Linked DNA regions of Zea mays: all the other regions are linked to region 4. Evidence: chromatin contacts called from public Hi-C data. All regions are on one chromosome and are shown on one strand. Each heading gives the region's core, a stretch centred on a gene start, on an enhancer-like site or on the middle of the called end of the contact. The rest is flanking DNA. Distances are from core to core; before and after follow the strand shown.

Region 1 (5,184 bases), core at 443-2,942, 720 kb before region 4:
TTGCCAATTTGATTGAAAATTCTCTGTTGTGGATTGGTTGAGGAAAGAAACGAAGGTGGTCTGCCCCCTTCTCTTGTCATATCACGACTCTGCATGTGGCTCATACTGCGGAGGACTAGGAGTTCTTTCCACTTATTGAGGATTATATGATTATATCTTAAAAAAAGATCAATAGGAAAGACTGCAGTAGCTCAAATTTAGCCACCCTACTAAAATTTAGACCTAAGAATTCTATTTTAGTCCTATCGTTTAACAATTTAGAGACTAAAATTGACTAAACTTTAGTCACTAAACTTTATGAGGTGAATCAAACACTCGCTCAGTCCATCTACAAGAGAGCTAAAATTCCCTTGTCTTCAACTATGAACTTAGCTCCAATCATATTCTTAGGTCTATCCACTTTTTGTCACTAGTAAAGCATATTCTTTTTTAATCATGTTCGTGAGTGCTTCACTTCAAAAATTTCAGTTTTAGTTTTCTAGCTTTATCATAAAACAACTTCAAAGGATTAGTAAGATATGATTCAAGAGTGTTTGATTTGCACAGACTTCAACTTCTACGATTCAATTAATTTTTATGAGTTTCCTAAATTACTCTTGATTATTAACGAGCGGAGAAAGAGACATTAATCAGTAAGTTATGTAACCAATAGTATAATGAGTAATTTTAGTGCAACTTTATGAGCAGGTATAAAAATAGTGTTTTTGAAACACGTTTTCAGGAGCTTCGAAAATTTTCATAAAACCGACTTATAGTATTAGGTTTTTTTTAAGCTAGAGCCAATGAAGTTAGACCTATTAGTGGAGTTAGACCTATTTAGATAGAACAAGCTGAAATATTTAAAATTCTTGAAACGAAGTTATTCCAGACAGCTGGTAGTCTGCGACACCTTCTTGGAGTTACTCAACCATTTCTCGTCAGTTTCTATTTTATTAACTAGGATCATCCTCCTTTTATTATCTTTTATATAGAGGAACTATAGTCTATTTTATGAACTTTTCGTAACTGTTTTCCTATCCCACAACATTCTATTTATATATTTAGAAAAGACAAAATAATAAAGTGACTTCTCCTTCCTTCGGCGCAAGAAAAAAAAAGACCTAACCTGCAACGGGACATATATATACTAGAATTTATTCATGTGGCATACATGATACGTAGAAAAATAAAAATTATATAACATACATCCACAAGGTACGCAAGGCAACGGGGTTTGGCACTTTGCACTGCTACAAATTATCATTATCATTATCACTAACTCTGTTTTAGTTCGTATACGACAAATAAAAAAAAGAAACGAAGAAAATAGTACTAATTAATTATTGGCAATAGCGAGCGTTCAGTCAGCTTCCTGGTTGCAGAAGCCAGAAGATGCAGAGCAAGCAGCCAATCGACGGTCGGACCGGACGGGCCGCTCCATCACTGCCGCTGCCGCCGTCGCCGCCGCTGCCTATAGACCTGCCCCCGGGCCATGTGCAGCAGCTTGGCGCGGTGGATCTTGCGGAACTTGCGGCGGAAGACGCGGCCGGCGATGAGGCGGCTCCACCGCTTGCAGACGAGGGAGGCGTTGACGAGGCTCGCGGGGTCGTCGGGCGGGAGGCGGATGAGGAACTCCTCGACAAGATCGTCCATCAGCGACGCCGCCGTCGGCATCATCATCTCTCCTCTCCTCCCTGGTGGCTGGTGGTGTGATGAGGAAAGAAGCGAGCTGGGCTTTACGGGTAAAATCCCTAAAAAAATACATGTGATATGGATGATGGGCCTGTAGCCCTTCTTGTACGTACGACGAGTTTAGGCCCGCCGAGATTTCCTACACTGTTTCACTTGTTGGGAGCCTGCTAGCCATACAAAGCCTTGAACTGCTGCTAGTTCCTGAAACAGTCAAGGAAAGGGACACTGTCGTGATGGATTCAGGATTTAATAAAACTCTTAAATCAAGTACAATTATAAAACATAGTGTGCCATAAATTGCTGTGCATGCATGCCCTGGTATTGAAAGAATTGTTGCCCAAATAAATTGGAAAAAGTAAACATTCTGTAAGCATGGCATTCAACAGGAACAAGTTCATATTTTAGGGGGAACAGCTTTGGTTATATCACCATGTTTCCAGTTTGGAAAGACTAACAACTTCTGGGGGGTATCAAACCACTGAAGTTGTTATTGCTTAAATCCCTACGGAAAGAGATAGGAAATGACTCAGGATCCCTATTCTATTCTCACAAGAACATGTATATTCCTCCATATCACTTCGGGCATGTATATTCCCCTATATCACTTAGGGCTAGTTTGTTGCTTTCAATCCATGTAGATTGAGTGTGATTGATTGAGTTTAAATCTCAATCAAGTTAAAAAATTTCATAATTTTTTCAATCTCATCTCATCCGTATGAGATAGGAATAATTGAATAAGGTCTTATTAGGGGCAAGAGGGGGAAAGGGTTAAAGGTTGCTAAAGCATGTAGAACAAGCTCAGAAAGCTCAGAAATGGTAACCTGCAGCTCAAAAAGTCAAAATATATGTCGTCCTAGGAAGTGAATTTGGTCAGTAAATGTTGCTCATTTTTTTAAGGCAACACTTAAACTGCTCCTATCGATTGCTTCTATGTAGAATGGCAGTGGTGTTAGAGGAGACTGTTAGGGAGTCTATGATATAAGGTGATTCATAGGAGTGTGTCAAAGGCAACTCCGTTTAGAACTCCCTTTGGAGATGCTCTAAGTTTAATCCTTATTCCATGTAATAAATGGCTAAAACGACAACAGAATAGGGTCGAAGTAAACTATAAATAAACACTGTGCTCTTGATAAAATATTCTGAACTCTAATCTGTTCCCAAGTCTGCACTTTGAAAAAGTTGATTGTGGGGCAATAATGACAACTCGAAGAAAAAGTAGTGAATAGATTAAAATTGCACCTAAAATGGTGGTATGGATGAGAATCTCTTGAAGAACTCATTCAAATCTAACATCCCAACTCACACGAAACCCAGTCACAAGCAATCTACTTTGCACCATTTAATTAGCATTATTACCACAAGGGGGCAAATGCAAGATTTTAAAAGCGCGCCTTCTTTTTTTCACATAAAATTCGAATGCGAATCCTGAACAACCAAGGAAGTAGAAGAAAAAAAATTACAAACAAACAGTTACTACGCTCAGCACGGCTATTGGCAGAGCAGCACCAAGATTAGTAATAAGTATTGTCCGCCGCTAAACACCGTTACAAAATTTGGCTCGGCTCCCGGCACTCCACGTCACCACCACCATCTACAACCATCTACAGCTCGTCGTGGTCGTCGTCAACACCGCCGTCAGCGTCACCGCCAGGGGCGCCGCCCGACCGCTGGTACACGGCCGACACGATGGGGTTGCACACGGCCTCCACCTCCTTGAGCTTCTCCTCGTAGTCCTCCTTCTCGGCCGACTGGTTGTCGTCCAGCCACTCCAGCGCCTCCTTGAGGGCCTCCTCCACCTTCTCCTTCTCCTCCGCCTCCAGCTTGTCCGCGAGCTTGTCCTTGTCGCCCACCGTGTTCTTCATGTTGTACACGTACGTCTCCAGCTGGTTGCGGGCGTCGATCCGCTCCTTCACCTTCTTGTCCTCCTCCGCGAACTCCTCCGCCTCCCGCACCATGCGGTCGATCTCCTCCTGGCTCAGCCGCCCCTTCTCGTTCGTGATCGTGATCTTCTCCGACTTGCCCGTGCCCTTGTCCTCCGCCTTCACGTTTAGGATACCGTTGGCGTCCACCTCGAAGGTCACCTCGATCTGGGGTGTGCCCCTGCACAGTTCATCAGACAACACTGGATTCATTCGTCCATTCATCAAAAAGAGTAATAATTTATCTCCGGACTCCGGTAGCTGCTCACCTTGGAGCTGGCGCAATGCCGTTGAGGTCGAACTTGCCGAGAAGACGGCAGTCCTTGGTCATACTGCGCTCACCCTCAAAGACCTGTATTTATGGATTACAGGACAAAACAAACAGGTCATTACTACCAATCCCGCAGCTGACAATGGAGAATTCAGGCAGCAGAGGAGCAGTAACCGTTACCTGGATGGAGACAGTGGTCTGCTGGTCCTGGTAGGTGGTGAACACCTGCGACTTCTTGGTCGGGATGACAGTGTTCCTCGGGATCAACTTGGTCATGACTCCACCGACGGTCTCGATACCCAGGGTGAGGGGAGCCACATCAAGGAGGAGGATATCTGCATCAAGGCAAAAATCACACTTATGTAAGCAGAATGATCACTTACCAAAAAAAACACCTACCAGTGGCAAAAGAGCACAAAAAACATGAGCCGAACCTTTGGTCTCGTCACCACCCTCGCCGCTCAAGATGCTTCCCTGCACAGCGGCACCAAAGGCAACAGCCTCATCAGGGTTGACACCCTTGTTGGGCTCCTTGCCGTCGAAGTAGTCCCGCAGGAGCTGCTGGACCTTGGGAATCCTGGTGCTTCCACCAACCAGGACGATCTCATGGATCTGGCTCTTCTCAAGGCCAGCATCCTCCATGGCCTTCTTGACAGGGCCCATGGTCTTGCGGAAGAGGTCGTTGTTCAGCTCCTCAAACCTGGCACGGGTCAGCGGCTCCGAGAAATCGGTCCCGTCAAAGAGGGACTCGATCTCAACACGGACCTGGTGCTGGTTGCTGAGGGCTCTCTTGGCGCGCTCGGCTTCCCTCCTCAGCTTTCCAAGAGCACGGTTGTCCTTGCTGATGTCCTTGCTGTACTTCTTCTTGATCAACTTGATGAAGTACTCCATGATCCTCTGGTCAAAGTCCTCACCTGAATGAGGAGGTGATACAGCTCAGTCATAAATAGGCAAGTTACAGTGCAAGCTCACAGGAAATGTGCTGATAGATCATGCATGAAATATATCAACAATAATAGCAAGTGTGCCCATGTACCTTCTAATGACAAATAAATATACAGTGCGGATTCATTCATTTAAAAAAGTGCATGCATGCATCATAAACTTGAATGCATATATAGCCTGTACAATAATATCAATATATTTGGCAACATAACCATTCAGACTCAGATCACCGAATCCTATGAATATATGGCATCATCATGCAATTTAATACATGTCAAACATAAGCATCTGGTAATAAGATAATAGTACAATAATCAGAAGTATTTCATTGTCGTAGTGCATGGGATAGCTAGATAGTTTTAATGGGAAAATTCTCTT
Region 2 (4,827 bases), core at 754-3,253, 590 kb before region 4:
CAGTAGAACTAGGTTTGCCAGCTTGGAACCTTGTGCAGAAGCAGAAGACAAAAAATCATGCATTTTCAACAAGAAACGACAAGAGTTGTGACTTATGATTATCTTGAAGCAATAAAATTTCCCTTATCCAAGAAAAAAGACCTTAGAAGACATTGAGAAGCATGTGGAGGGCATCAAAGACTCTGAAATCCAGTAGAAAGATTAGTAAGAAGGATAGGCTGTATGAGGAAGATACCTTCAGATCCTTGATATTCTCCCGCAACTTCTCATTTGATTCCTTAAGCTTTTCTGCCTCACCTCTAAGTTGTGCCACCATACGGGCTGCATCACTCAATATATTTGCTTTATCTAACTTTGCTTCCTTACCAGGATTCATAATTGAACTTAATTCCAGGAACCTGCAATTCAAAATAACAGAAGAAAACTAAGATATGTGCAAGTAAGTGCATTCACCATTCCTTTCTTGAGCAATGGTTTCAGAGGTATCATATAATATTACCTGTCATTCAGCTTGTCCCTCCTCATTTTTTCACGGCAAGCTTTGGATGTTGGGCCAGATGAACATGGTTCATCTCTACCCCTGCACAGAACAAAGTATTTATATTATTATAGAGCAAAACATAAGGAACTGCCATGTACAAGTTGAATGCTATGTTCATAGTGTTGTGATTCCATTGGCAAGCATAAGAAAATGAAACACACCAGATCACATGGGAATTGAAATTTGATGCAAGATAATTTGACAGCAATATGCTATACAGCCACTATTATCTGATTGCATTTGCACACTTAAATGCCATACAATCTTGATGGCATTTTAGAACCTTTAAAGCCTAATGTTTCCTGCTTGGGGCTTGAACCCCATGAAAAGGAAGAACAGGATGCCCAAATAGACACACACACACACAGTGGACATGAACTTGACACAATTCAGCTACATGCATGTACTTGACAATCAGAATGAAGAGTAAGGACAAGACACAATACCTTTTCCCCAAATTAGATTGCTCAAATCCACAAGCATCTCCATGGATACCCTCAATCCCAAGTCTGCTACAATTGCAAAGTAAGTACCAAATTCCACACCAGGAAATACATACAGAGGAAATGAAAGTGCAGAGTAGCTGCTCAAGCATCTAATAAACTATTGTGCTGCTAGCATTTCAGTCAAAAGATAAGAAGAAAACGCCTAAGGGATCATGATAATGCAAACCAAGTAGCACTGCAGATTGCTGATTAATCTAAGTCGCATAATCGCATGACCATAGGTTAGGCTACAGAATGGCAGACTGAAAACTGGCAGATACACACAAGCCTTCCTCCTTTCCCTTGGACAGAAAAAAAAAAGAAAGATATATGCGCATGCTGTTTCGGTTAGCACATAGTTTTTAGAATCTACACCAGCCAAATCAAGCAACCAGTCTACCACCGCCCACAAAATTAAAACAAAACAAAACAAAAAAGGAATCCGCAGCGACAACGACCCTCGGGAGTATAAAACCCCATGCACCGGTCCGTAAGCCTAAACGCAGTCCACATGTAAGTATATACTAGGACGAGAAAGGGGTGCTCCGGTCGGCATCGCCGTACCCTCCGTCGTCGCAGAAGACGGCGACGAGATCTCCGTCGTCGCCGGCGCCGGCGCCGCCGAGGAGGAAGTCCTCCACGGGGTCTCGGCCTCCAGCGCAGTCCATCATCGTCGCAGTCGCCGCGGCGACCGGTCGGAGCAAGGCTAGGCTAGGGTTCCTTCCTCGGGGGCGGGCGGATGAGCGAGACGAGAGGTCGAGAACGAACCGGGCCGTCCGGTCGCGCGCTTTGCAGAGTGCCCCCTGGACGCTGCCCTGGCTGTTGTTAGCAAGGTCCTCGCCAGTCGTCACACCGAGGCGCGGGGGAGGGGCCCCCCAGTTTGGAATTTCGGGAGACGTGAGGGGGCTTGATGCGATTACGTTGGTGGACTGATGAGTGATGAGATATGGCCATGCGAAGAAGAATGGCCCGGCTGGCCCTCACAGTCACAGCAAGCGCGTGGAGTGACTTGACAGTGATGGGCCGTAGTGGACGAAGTATATATATGGGCGTGTTCGGCTGGCTGCAAGCCGACACTGTTGCAGCTGTTTGGACTGCTGCAGCTGCAATCCATAGAGAGAAAAATACTGTAGAACCCGCAGCCGCAGCCGGATTGCAGCCGCAGCAAGCCGCAGCGAACAAGCTGTATATTTTTTATGGTGGGCTTACTCCTACAAAACGGATCCGGTTCCCTTCACCAACCAACTTGGCCGGGCTGTTTTCCAGAGCCCAATATCTTCTGTTTGTGTTGTTTCGGGCTGTCACTCGTTGCAGCAAAACGATGTCATCAGGTGTGAGTGTGACCGTGACATGCAAACCAACTGATGCCTTTGTTCTCCCACCAACTCTTTTTTTTCTTTTTCTTTATCTTTACGAGAGAACAAATGCCTTGAGGAGTTGACACAAGCGGGGAGAAAGCAGGAGCTGACATTTCCTCACACTGATCAGATCACACACTCCCACTGAATTTTCCTCCAGACACTCCCATCGAGTTTTTTTTTTCTCCTTAGATCTTCAGCTTACAAGAAACGCAACTCTCCCGGTCAGAGGGCGGCAGTTGGGCCCAGCCCAAGTCTGCGTAGGGACATGATTATTCGGCTAGCAAAAAGGAGAGCAACTTCCTAGCTCTGGCAAACAGGGAGACAACAGATGGAAGCAGGATGCTGCTCCATTCACCCCTCAAGAAAAATTTGCAATCGGTCCAAGTGCTGCCTGCAGATTCCCTCCATCTGCATGCCTCTGCTTTATACCCGCTACCTCTCTCTCTCTCTCTCTCTCTCTCTCTCTCTCTCATACACACACACGGCAAAGCAAAATGTTCCATGGATGGATGGGATGGAATTGATGGACGGATTCCCAGACCAAGAGTGCAACAAGGGAAGGGAAGGGACTGCAAATCAAACACCTGGAGATGTGCCGGGCAAATCTGCCAGTTGCTGGGCATCATTACTCACTAAGCTAGATGCGTGATCCACTACCGCCACCCTAATTGCGTCTCATCAACTCAACGATAAATAAAAAAGGATTACCCGCTTTCTGTCTGAATTAATTAGAAAAGGGCCCAGCTCAGGACTAATGGAGAGATAGAGATGATTGTCTGATCTTCTTGACTAGTGCTTCCCCCTTTTCCGCAAACAATGTTTTTGGCTGCACTATGATTATCTTCAACACTTTACACATTCTCGTACTCATATTAAAATTACACTCTGCAAACAGTGCAGTCTATAATACAAAACACCATCTAAGTTTGTGAAGTTATTGTTGTACAGTACAAGTCTGCCCTAGGGGAAATAACAAATGGGTACGATAAAAGATAGACAAGTTTTATCATTATCATTAAAAAGAACATACAAGAGAAGAATTATATCTTAGATGTTACAAGATGCATGAATTACAGAGAAGGCAACCGAGAAAATCTCAGCAAAATCTAGGGGCCTTGCCTTTCGGCATACACAGGCATGGACATGACACAGGAGATTGTGTGAAGTGACCAAGAAGATCTGCAGCTTCCTCTCATATCTCCTGCGGTCCTGCCTGCCTCTCGAGCCCTAAACAAACAAGTGGCTTCCACCACTGCCACTGCCACCATATTTTATACCTGCGCAAAACGGTTGACATGCTGTGAGCCGTTGCTTCTGATCCAGCGCTCTCATCATGAGATTAAAGAAAGCTAATCCCTGGGCGCAAAGCAAAGGACACCGCACCATGTCAGAGTCACCTCCCTAATGAACCCAAAAAGAAAACACCACCACATCACAGAGATGGATACTTTTTTTTAACACACCCACCCACATTCAGACATCACACACACACAAAAATAAAAACTCCATGTGTGCCTCATCTCTACTACATGGCAACAGTGATGTGGCTGACCCTGAAAATCATGCTGTTTTTTAATCATATCCTAGCCAACAAAAAAAAATAAAAACATCTTTTTGGTGCCTTGCACTACCGTCTGATCAATGGTGATGACAGCTTTTTGCAGGTTCATGGAAGGTCATCCATTAAATTAGTATTAGAAAGGTGGCTGGAAATTTTTCTTTTTTGTCATCTTGGGGCTAAATGGTGATATTTTTGAGTAAATGCTAAATGGTGAATAAGTAACCGCCATTTCGCTGCTGTGAGTTTGTCAGCTGCAGCCTGCAACTGCAAAGCATGCATGCCTTTTACAAAAAAAAAAAAGAACAAAAAAAAGGATAGTCAGTCAGAGTAGCCGTGAAGCATGCAGCTGTCCTGAAACTGACTTGTGTGCAGAACTGGAACAAGCTAGGTGGTTGCTCACACATTCTGTTGCATGCAGCTAGGTAAAGTAGGGACTTGAAGTGTAGTTCAAATGCTTCTCTGATCAGCTCTTGCTTGCTAGCTCAAACTCAAAGCAACCCTCTACCCTGATCTTCCAAGTCGTTTTTGTTCTTCAGGGGGCATGCTTCTCTAACGCATGTGGTTTTGGACCTTTGAATTCTGACCACTGACCATTCTGGATTATTTGTTAAATCATGTGTCCACGTCAAAGCGCCTCTAGTGCATGTGAACCGGAAAATATGAAATTTTGGAAACAAATTAAAAACCAGATCTATTGATGTTCTAATTGACACTACTGCTTCCCTTTAAAATTAAGATTGGAACATGATTACTTATGAATCGCCCAAGGCCAAAAAAAATGCTCCCTGCTTATCCAGAGGTCAACCATACCCTAAACTATTACTCTCAGGTTTCGCCGCCTGGACCAGGAACGCTTTGCTTGGATCGCAAACAATTCGG
Region 3 (4,913 bases), core at 1,732-4,231, 750 kb after region 4:
TGATTTTTAAAGCGGTAAGGCGAGACAAGGCGTTGGACTATCGCCTGGACGTCTAGGCGGCGCCTAGGCGAGGTAGGCGGGCAAGGCGCCTAGGCGAGGTAGGCGGGCAAGGCGCCTAGGCGTTGGACCTCCGCCTGGACGCCTAGGCGACGCCTTAAGAACAATGGTTTCTGGTTGATTGTTTGAAAACTTTAGATGAGTAGCTCAAAGCCTACCATTACATCAAATTGACCACATTCAAAAAACTGACTGACTGTAGGTTTGTGGCTCATCTTACCTACCTTGTAGCGAAAGGGTCTCTAGCATAATGGTTAAAGCTTCCGAGTAGCACCTCCAAGCCTCGGGTTCGATTCTCTCGAGGGACGAATTTCGGGCTTGGTTAAAAAAACCCCCTCGATGTGCCCCGTCTGCCCGCTCTTGGGTATCAATATCATGCGCGCCACCCTCCGGTTGGGCCGTTGCAGAGTGGGTAGTTGATCGGCCCGTTAATAATGGGGGCTAGGGTTTGGGGGTTTTCTCGGTGGAGACCATGTTTTGGTCTCTTCTAAATATAATACTACCGGGCCTCTCGACCGAGTTTTTTTTACCTACCTTGTAAGAGAGCATGGACTCTGATCTGCCTTGTTTTTTTCTGACCTTTGCAGTGGCTCTGTACATGCATTTTGCTACATCAGTTATTCATGAGATCACCAATGCACTCGGGATCCACTGCTTCAGGTTTTAATCCTCATCTTCTCATCTTTTGCACATGTTTGTACCATCAGTTAGTTGACGCAAAGCTTGTCCTGTGACAGGATCACTAGGAAAAAGGCATAGTTCCTCCGTCCACGGGCATCAGCGTTGCCCTGGATTGTGTAATCAATCACAACTCACAAGGTGGTGCCTGACAGACAAGCAATTTTTCATATTTAATGGATGCTGCTTCCTGAATACTCACATGGATGACGCCCCCCCCCCCCCCCCCCCCCCCCGCCCCTTAAAATTCACATCGGCATGAACGTGCGGATGAGAAAGCAGTGTTTTTTTTTGAAACAATTAGCAACATCATGCTGTATCTTACCAATTTTTTGTGGAATTCGTTGAATTTGCTGATAGTGATGTATTGCAAATTAAGAATTGTTTGGATTTTGTTAAAGGAATGCCCCCTCAATCCCTCATACAGGTTGTGTGCTATCCTGTGCCAAAGGCAGGCAAATGCGCTGCCTGCTTCATTCACCAGATTTGCATACGGCGCCAAAGCCAAGCAAACACACTAGGCCATCAGTCAGTTCGTTCGAGACAGATTCATTCACCAGGCCAGCTCTTTCGATCGATGCTGGTGTGATGGGGGCAGCAACATCTATCTACATAAGGTTGGAAAAAAACTGCCCAAGTTTTCTGAAAAGTGCAAATACAAATGGTTCTTCGTTTGCTGCATCAGGCGATGGGTCTGTGCCGTCCTCAGGCACCGGCAAGCTGGCCAGCCACTGCTCCACCCGGTCTCGCTTCGCCACGAGCCGCCCTCTGTTTCTCGCCGACAGCTTCAGGGGACTCCCCATCCGTCCCAGCACCTCCTGCGCCAGCTCCCGCACTCTGGACTCGCCTCGGACGTCACTGTGCTTCCCAACGCCGCACACCACCGACACCTCCAACGGCAACGCGCGGGCGCGGCCCCTCACCGCGTCCACCCACTGCAGCACCAGCACGTAGGCTGCAACCGTGCTGAACCCGTGCAGGTTCAGCTTCGCCTCGGCCTCCGACCACTCCATCGCCCTGTCCAGAACCGACGCCGACGACGCCAGGAGCTCCCGCACCACCTCCACTTCCGCTGCCGGTGCCGGTGTTGTCGACGCAGACCTGAGCCACCCGACCAGCCCGGCCGTCGACAGCGGAAGCTCAGGGCCCAGCTCCCGCACCACCGAAGCGAGCGACGGACACGAGTTGAGCACCAAGTTGTAGCCTTTCGCGGTCACCGCGACGCGCAGCTTCCGCATCCTCTTCAGCCACGCCAGAGTCCTGGCGTGGTCGCGGCAGGCGCTGTAGCACGACAGCACGGCATCCGCCGCGCCGGCGCCGAGGCGGATGCCGCCGGCGTCCGCCATGGACGCGATGACCCGCTCCATGTCGGCCGGTGAGCCGGCCCTGCCGTAGCACCTCGCGACGGCCCCGAACTGGGCCGCCTCGGGCCGGTGCCCTCGCGAGACCATCTCCCTGAGCGCTGCCTCGGCCTCGGCCGGCATGCCCAGCAGGCACAGGGACTTGACCATCGCCGCGTAGGCCTTGCGCCCGGAGAGCGGCGGCATGGACCGTAGCTCCATGTGGAACTCCGTCGCCCGGTCCTTGAGCCCGCGCGAGGAGAACGCCGCTATGAGGTCGCAGTAGAAGAGGGCTACCTCGTCGGTCGACTGCTGGAGGTGCTGCGAGACGGAGTCGGCGATCAGGGACCTGGATTCTCCGGCGCGTCCGTTGGCTTCGAGCAAGGCGGCGACTGCAGCTGCGTGGATCGAGCTCCATTTGAACCACCGTGCCTGTGTGACCGCCTCGTAGAACTGCAACAGGAATAGAACAGAGGTTACCGGCTGATGATAAGGAATCAGGTGATGGTTTTCTGTTTCTTGGTACGGCTACCTCCTCCTCCGGGAGAGGTGAGACTGTGAGAGGGGGCGCACCGGGATGGCGAGGGGGTCGGAGTCCATGAGTAGCCTGGAGAGCGCGGCGAGCGCGGCGCGCTCCGACTTGGTGCCGACGTAGCTGCGGATGACGCGCTCGGTCGCGCCCGCTGTCACTGTGCGCTCCAGCTCCGACATGAGCCGCCGCTCGCTCCGCCAGCTAGACCCGCCGCCCGACGCGACCCGGCGCAGCGAGGACGAGACCACGGGGGAGAACCTCCGCCGCCGGGCAGCCGCGGGCGGCGCCCAAAGGGACGCCACCGCTGGCATCGCTGCTTGGGCTGGCCTGTGATGTGCTGAGCTTTCGAGCTGATGCCTGGTAGATGTGGATGAGGTGAGACCGTGAGACCGTGAGAGATGACACGATGTGCCCTTTTTTTATCCATATCATCACGCCTATGACGAGACTTGTGTGACGAGCGGGTAGTTCCCTCTGTGCGCTGCGGAGGCTCATCACTCCCCAGTCCCCACCAGAGACCCTGCCTCGGCTGCCGACCGCCGCGGCAGGCGACGATGCTGGCCCCGACCGCTGCCGGACCCTGCCTCTCCTCCCCGGCTCCGCCGACACCCACGTCCACGACGGCGCCTCCTCACCTCATCCGCCTCCCTCCCCTCACCACCCACCACCGCGCGCGCGCCGGTGCCGGTGCCGCGCCAGGCCGGCGAGAGCGGGACCGGCGCCCACGCCTCCTCCTGCGCCGGCGCCGTCGTCTCGGCCGGCGAGGGACCGCGTGATCGAGTTCGGCAAGTACAGGGGCCAGATGCTGGGCACGCTGCCGCCGTCGTACCTCCGGTGGGTCGCGGCCGAGCTCGACTACGGGGACACCGCGCCCTGGGCAGGCCTCGCGCGCGCCGTCCTCGACGACCCCGTGTACGTCGACCGCGTCGAGTGGGAGCACGCGCACCGCTTCCTCCGCGGCGACGCCGACGGCTACGACTACGCCTACGACGCCGACGGCGACGGGCCGCTCCAGGAGATGGCCGAGCGCTTCGGGTGGGACCTCTCCGACGAGGAAGGGTGGGGCCGCCTCGACCTCCGCCTCCTCGGCACATCCTACGGCGGCCGCATTCCAAGGAAGGGCGCCCGGACGAAGCAAAGCAACAGCAATAGCAACAGCTCCCCCGGCGGCGCCAAGAAGGGCGGCTCCCTGTTCGGCGCCGCCGCCGGGGCTGACCCGGGCGGCGCCGTGGGGAAGCGCGACAAGAGGAGGGAGCGGGTGCGGACGAGGAGGGAGGAGCAGGTGAGGACGGCCAAGATGGACATGCTCGGGGTGCATGCTGGCGTGGCGGACGGCGGCGTCCTGGGATCGTCGTCGGCCAGGAAGCAGGCTCAGATCAGGATGGCCAGCAAGGAGATTCTGGGGCTGGGCCAGAGTAGCCGCGCCGGCGAGACGCTCGACGAGAAGAGGACGCCGGGGAAAGGCGGAAAGGGCGCCAATCCTTTCCCCGGCCGTCAAGCATTCCTCGACAAGGTCAGGAAGCTCAAAGGTGATGACTGATGAATGATAGCTAGATACAGTAGCTAGCTCGAATTTGTAGTTGGACATGTAATTTTTTTTGTCGAATCTTTGATTTGCTGAGGTTTGGGGTATTATTATTCAGCGAAAGGCGATTTGATGATGATGGTCAGTCGGTTTACAATCCTGTTTTACTCGAGATTGTGCCAGAAGTCAAAATGCATCATTCGTTTGATTAAAAGTTCGCTGAAATAGTCATTTCAAGAAGACGCTTCTGTACAAGTAGTCAACTGCATCAGTAAATTCATCTCATCTATGATAAATCTCCGAGTTAACTGACACGAAGCGCGCTGTTTCTCACCAGCAGGAATTTATTTCAGCACACTTCAATCTATGCCAGTCGTTAGAACATCCAACAAATATCATCTACGATTACATGAGGGCAAAGCAACAAAACAAAAGGGCAAATTGAGCCAAAAAGAGAGAGACAACTGCAATTACACGAGAAAATCGTGACTGTACAACTACAGCGCACTATTCAACTTGCATCAGAACTTCAGAATCATGCTGTGATTGTGATTACAGCGTGCATCAATCACCAACATTACATTGGAGTAAACTATCATAGGTGGCTGGGTGCCCAGTGCCCTTCAGTGGCTTCTCTTCAGCGCTGAAAGGAACCCTGACTTCGTTTTGTGGCGACCCTCAGTGTCAGTTCTCACCTGTTCCAAAGTCAATACATCACAATGCTCAGTTCTGGAGAGTAACATTAAGCAGCAAAAACATTGAAGACTTGAGATGTTGTAGA
Region 4 (4,619 bases), core at 213-2,712:
ATATTTTTAATGACATCGGATAACAAGTATGTGTTTTTGCTATATTTTATATTTGTCATCTTATAAACTTGAAAATAGTGCATAATATATATATTGTGTGTGGATGAGGCCTTTATTTCGGATTTCGCACCGGGCCCCTAAAAAGTCAGGAACGGCCCTAACAACGAGACCATACAAATCGTGACATATATTAAAGTCTACATAATACTGATGGTTGAAATGTATTGGTAAAACAACTAGATTAAAATAACAAAATTTATGTATGGACATGATCACAAATGAATTATGAAACTTTTATCATAACATAATAACACACATTTTGTATATAAGTTATCGTGGTATTATATGTTTCCGTCGCAACGTATAGACACTCACCTAGCATTATTCTTATACTTAGATGCAACCGACATTGAAAAGTTTTTTTTTTGTTATTGCTGAAGTTTACCCACCGCTACTTCTTCGTAATCTCATGATTCGGCTTGAGCACCCGTCTTTACTCATTTCTAAACCCCAACTTCGTGATTGTGAGATTGATCCTTTGGGCAAGGTTTGTGCGTTGTTTGCTTATCCACACAATCTTGTTATTCAATTTGCTTACAGGGTTGAGCTTGTTTTTTTTTGTGCACGACAAGAGCAACAAAATATCTAAATCGAGATATCTTACTCTCATCGAGAATCCATTTGTCTCATCACAAAGGCTTTATATTAACATAAAAAAATTGAGTAGCCTTGAGACTATAAAATACTGAGATCTAAATTATTAGCTAGAGCGTATTTTTCTAAAAAAAAATCACGTCTTAGAAGCTGTATCGTAAAAAAGTTTAAAACAAACTATCATTACACCGTCAACCGAGTTTAATGCATAGAGCCTGTGGTCGATAAATTATGTTATTGTATTATAAGCGTGCAATTAAACGATCTGACACATCTAATCTAAATCTTATACATGATGACTATTATTTTATATTTAACCTCTTTCGCCTGAAATCTAATGCATGTCTTACATTTAACTATTTTCGTATGAAATCGATGGATATAATTAATTAGATGTTCTAGATGGTTTAATTACACGCTTACACCTCTATAATGAAATCACATCTAATCTACAACAACGGCAGAGTAAGGATCTATTTTGATCGCTATTTAACTTACCATATTTTATATAATTTTTTTTGTAAAAGATTAATTCTTCAATTCAAACGACTAACCTTAGTCTAAATGTGTCGTACTAAAGACCTGTTTGGTTCGTAGCTAACTGTGCCACACTTTATCTAAGGTTAGTCATCCGAATTGAACAACTAACCTTAGATATAAAAGTTAGACAAAGCGTGATAAGTTAGACAGCAAATCAAACATCCGTTATGTCTCCACTCCCGACGGGCATCATTACTCTTGCCCTCCTGTGTGGGACCCACCTGCTGCCATGTACTATATACTACACAGTCTACAAACTCCATCTCCCTCCTCTGGGCTATGGCCTTTCCTATTAATAATCCTGAATGACCTGAGAAACAAAACATGCGCCGCCGCATCCTGGGGTCTTGACGGGGGAGTCAAGCCGCGGCACGCTCCCAGACCCTCCGGAGACGACCAAGATTTCCTCTTTCTGGGACGGGAGCACGAGCACCATCGCCAACCGATACGTAAGTCACCTTTCTCCTGCTCACTCTTGCTGTTTCTGAGCTAGCACACCTCCTCCTCTGTCCACCATTGTGTTCGTGGAGCCGGCCGAGCGAATCCCCGCGCCTCCAGCTGCCAATGGCGGCCGTCCCCGGCTGTTTCTCGGGCTCTTAGCAGTTGATTCGGAGCAAAAGCTGTCTTCTCGGACTAGTTCCTGCACATCCCTGTTGGTCCTCGGTCTGACTCCCGCCCGATAGCAGTACTTCTCCATCTCCTGCTCCTACTAGTAACATTTGTTAGTGCCTGACGCTGTTGGGGTTTTGATTGGAGCGAGGAATTCGCCAGAAGAGCTGCGATTTATTAGGCCCATCCTGCTCATCGGCCCCTGCGTGGCGTAGGTTGATATTGGATTTGTCAAGTTTTATAGGGCTCAGGTATACATGTCCAGCCGGGTCTGGCTAGCCGGGCGGCCCGAAGCACAACACGGGTCTGGCCCGACCCAAACACAACACGGCACGCAGCAAAGCGGGCCCGTGTCAGCTTGGCCCGGTCATGGGGCCGTGCCTGGGCCTAAGGGCGGCATGGCAGGCTAGGCCCAACACGTCCCAAATTTTTTTTCCAAATTTTGTCATACAAATACCTATGTTATACTTAAATATAGAGTATAAAAAAACATGTATGTTTTGTTGATTATGTGGTTGTAAATGTGTTTAGAGCTAAAAACTATGGTTTAAACCCTCATATATGCATATTCTTACCATTTAAATGACATAAACATTTATAGACCCGTTAGGCCCATCGAACCGTGGGCCGGCCCAGCACGATTATTAACATACTGGGCCATGCCTGGGCCTCGCTCGTGGCCCATGGTCTGGCACGGGTCGGGCCGACCCGCCTAGCCCATTTGGACATCTATAGGCTTAGGTGACCCCAATAAGAACACGTAGCTCAGCCCATGCGTGGCAAGCGTGCTTTACAATAGCCAATCTCATCACTATACTAGCTTGGTGGAATGTGTGTGTTTTCTTCTTTATCGATGTGTAACAACACGTATGAGAAAGAGAAGAGCTAGAAGGGAAAGCAAACGTATATGAAATGTTTTCTTCTTTATCTTAATGATACTAATCCACCTTTATGTCTGCTTGCTAAATGAACTCTATTGCAAGTGTTCGGAGTCTAGTCTAGTCAGCGTATCTGAACCGACCCAAATGGAATCAAATTGAATCCCCCTAAATGTTGCTCAACCCCTCTCTTTTATAGTGCAAGGGAGGAGTGAGGTTACATGAACCTTGGATTTCACTGGATAAGACCAAACTATCCAGTTCCTACCCTATTCTTGGAGCCATATTGGGGCTCATGTCCTCGGTCATGGAACAATGTCAGAGGTGTCCTTTCTACAAGAGGTTTCCATACCTGTTGTAGAGGCAGGTATGATATGTTATGTCTACAGGCATCAGGGCTCGTGCCGCATGGTGCGATGTAGCTGGTTGCCGGTGTAGTCTTTTGTACTTTATAATGCTTTATGGTACACTTCACATGCGTACACGTAGCTATAGGATCGATGCTCGACAACATTGTGATCTTAAGTGTCCTGCAACCTAAGTCGTGGCAATAATACTTGTCAGGCCTGTAATATCGTCCATCACATACTTAATGTGTTGTACCTGAAATTTATCCATTAAGCTTTCACTATGGACTTATCCTCAAGTCCTTAGATGTGGGGTCCAGTCCCTCAGGCCATACTATCCATGGCGGGCCTCGTCATATACTCATATCCTTCTGTCTTGTGACATGTTTACACTTGGGCACGACAGATCCCTTGTCCTCTTGGTGCACAGGGCCCCGATAAGCTAAAGTCCTGATCGCTTTTATGAGGCGACACCAGTGAGCTTCAAGGACCTTGGGTCTAGCAGAGAGTCCCCAACGTCTAAGTGTCGTCGTGTGTTTCAGGGCCCATACTGCCCCAAAACACATAATTCATAATGCCTCGGGGCGCGAGGGACTATAGGGGTTTAGGTTTATTCTTGTAAGCACTCTGAGGCACGAGGGCCTTGAGGGATTATTCACATGAGTGCCTCGGGGCATGAGGGGCCCTGGAAGCTTATTTTCATGAGCGCTCCAAGGCATGAGGGGCCCTAAAATTTTTCTCTCATGAGTGCCCCGGGGCACGACCGCACGAGGGCCCCGGAGGCTTATTCTCATGAGCGCAATGGGGCACGAGGGCCCTCCGGGGCCTAGGGGCTTTAAATTGCCCTGTGGCTCAAGGCTCCCTAATATATGTTATCCCTTTGGGCTTTCTCGAGGCACTATGTGTCCTAGGTGCTTAGATCACCCTAAGGTCCGGTGGGTCCTAGGTCTCTCTGTGATTTTACAAGTCCTAGTGCGTACTTATCCATTTAGCGTGCTCTAATGTTAAGTCTCTTGGCATCAACCTCCTCCTCTGGCCGAGGCAAGGTAGGTCCTCGAGGCATTGGTGCCCTAGGTGTTGTGGTCCCAACATAGTGGACCCCGTGAGAGCCTCTTGTATCTCCTTGAACGCGTCTTCATGACTGTCAAGGATATGCCCTTTCTGAACGCTGAAATTCTTCTTGTCTAATCGCACACAAGGAATATAATTGATACCTGGATTGGTTCTTATGCCTATGCACAATGCCAAGGTATGAATATCCAGCTTTTGTTCTTTTCTGTTCGTAGCAAAAGGATGCGACAAATGGAATATGTTGATTAAGACAGCCACTTGTTTTATCCGTCGCTGGCACTCATGGAGACCACACATTGCATCTCGGTTATGGGATAGGGCCATTATGAGCAAAGTTAGGTTATCAATGATGATTACCAGAATAATCCATGATCCATTTAAGCTTCAGGTGGTGAGGGTTGATCAATGCTGGGATTTCGTTTTCTGGTTTCTCTTTCTCTTCCTTCTGGAAATATGGGAAGTGGATATCATGATTGTCGCCTACCAAAACATTTTGTACCATATTATAAATGATTTTTTT

The links. A called contact is a pair of places that touch in the nucleus more often than the background predicts.
Region 1: a Hi-C map of tassel shows a contact between it and region 4, with 3 times the contacts expected there. The contact joins the promoter of LOC100279176 here to the promoter of LOC103626528 in region 4. A contact is called at or near these places in 2 of 25 Hi-C or Micro-C datasets (ear and tassel).
Region 2: a contact with region 4 is called in a Hi-C map of bundle sheath, with 3 times the contacts expected there. The contact joins the promoter of LOC100282509 here to the promoter of LOC103626528 in region 4. A contact is called at or near these places in 3 of 25 Hi-C or Micro-C datasets (bundle sheath, ear and tassel).
Region 3: a Hi-C map of tassel shows a contact between it and region 4, with 1.9 times the contacts expected there. The contact joins the promoter of LOC100194308 here to the promoter of LOC103626528 in region 4. A contact is called at or near these places in 3 of 25 Hi-C or Micro-C datasets (ear, leaf mesophyll and tassel).

The regions. Positions count from the first base shown.
Region 1 is chr5:71,315,232-71,320,415 of Zm-B73-REFERENCE-NAM-5.0, forward strand. LOC100279176 reads right to left here and starts at 1,693. Exons shown (of 1, transcript NM_001329105.1): 1 at 1,128-1,693. The coding sequence starts at 1,659. The coding sequence ends at 1,420. It overlaps LOC103626522 (Nucleic acid-binding OB-fold-like protein), which reads left to right. Exons shown (of 15, transcript XM_008646944.3): 15 at 1-81. It overlaps LOC732808 (Binding protein homolog 1), which reads right to left. Exons shown (of 8, transcript NM_001291796.1): 5 at 4,296-4,775; 6 at 4,042-4,196; 7 at 3,860-3,942; 8 at 3,054-3,771. The coding sequence ends at 3,273.
Region 2 is chr5:71,443,397-71,448,223 of Zm-B73-REFERENCE-NAM-5.0, forward strand. It overlaps LOC100282509, which reads right to left and starts at 2,004. Exons shown (of 5, transcript NM_001156600.2): 1 at 1,591-2,004; 2 at 988-1,050; 3 at 500-580; 4 at 236-398. The coding sequence starts at 1,697.
Region 3 is chr5:72,784,575-72,789,487 of Zm-B73-REFERENCE-NAM-5.0, forward strand. LOC100194308 (pentatricopeptide repeat smr4) reads right to left here and starts at 2,982. Exons shown (of 2, transcript NM_001139346.1): 1 at 2,649-2,982; 2 at 1,170-2,528. The coding sequence starts at 2,918. The coding sequence ends at 1,344. It overlaps LOC103628269, which reads left to right and starts at 3,065. Exons shown (of 2, transcript XM_035959075.1): 1 at 3,065-4,136; 2 at 4,470-4,640. The coding sequence starts at 3,065. The coding sequence ends at 4,621. It overlaps LOC100285552 (ethanolaminephosphotransferase), which reads left to right. Exons shown (of 18, transcript NM_001158443.2): 17 at 645-717; 18 at 795-1,158. The coding sequence ends at 816. LOC103626542 (serine/threonine-protein kinase STY46) reads right to left here. Exons shown (of 16, transcript NM_001398826.1): 16 at 4,404-4,827. The coding sequence ends at 4,756.
Region 4 is chr5:72,038,694-72,043,312 of Zm-B73-REFERENCE-NAM-5.0, forward strand. LOC103626528 (glutamate receptor 3.1) reads left to right here and starts at 1,463. Exons shown (of 8, transcript XM_008646949.4): 1 at 1,463-1,643.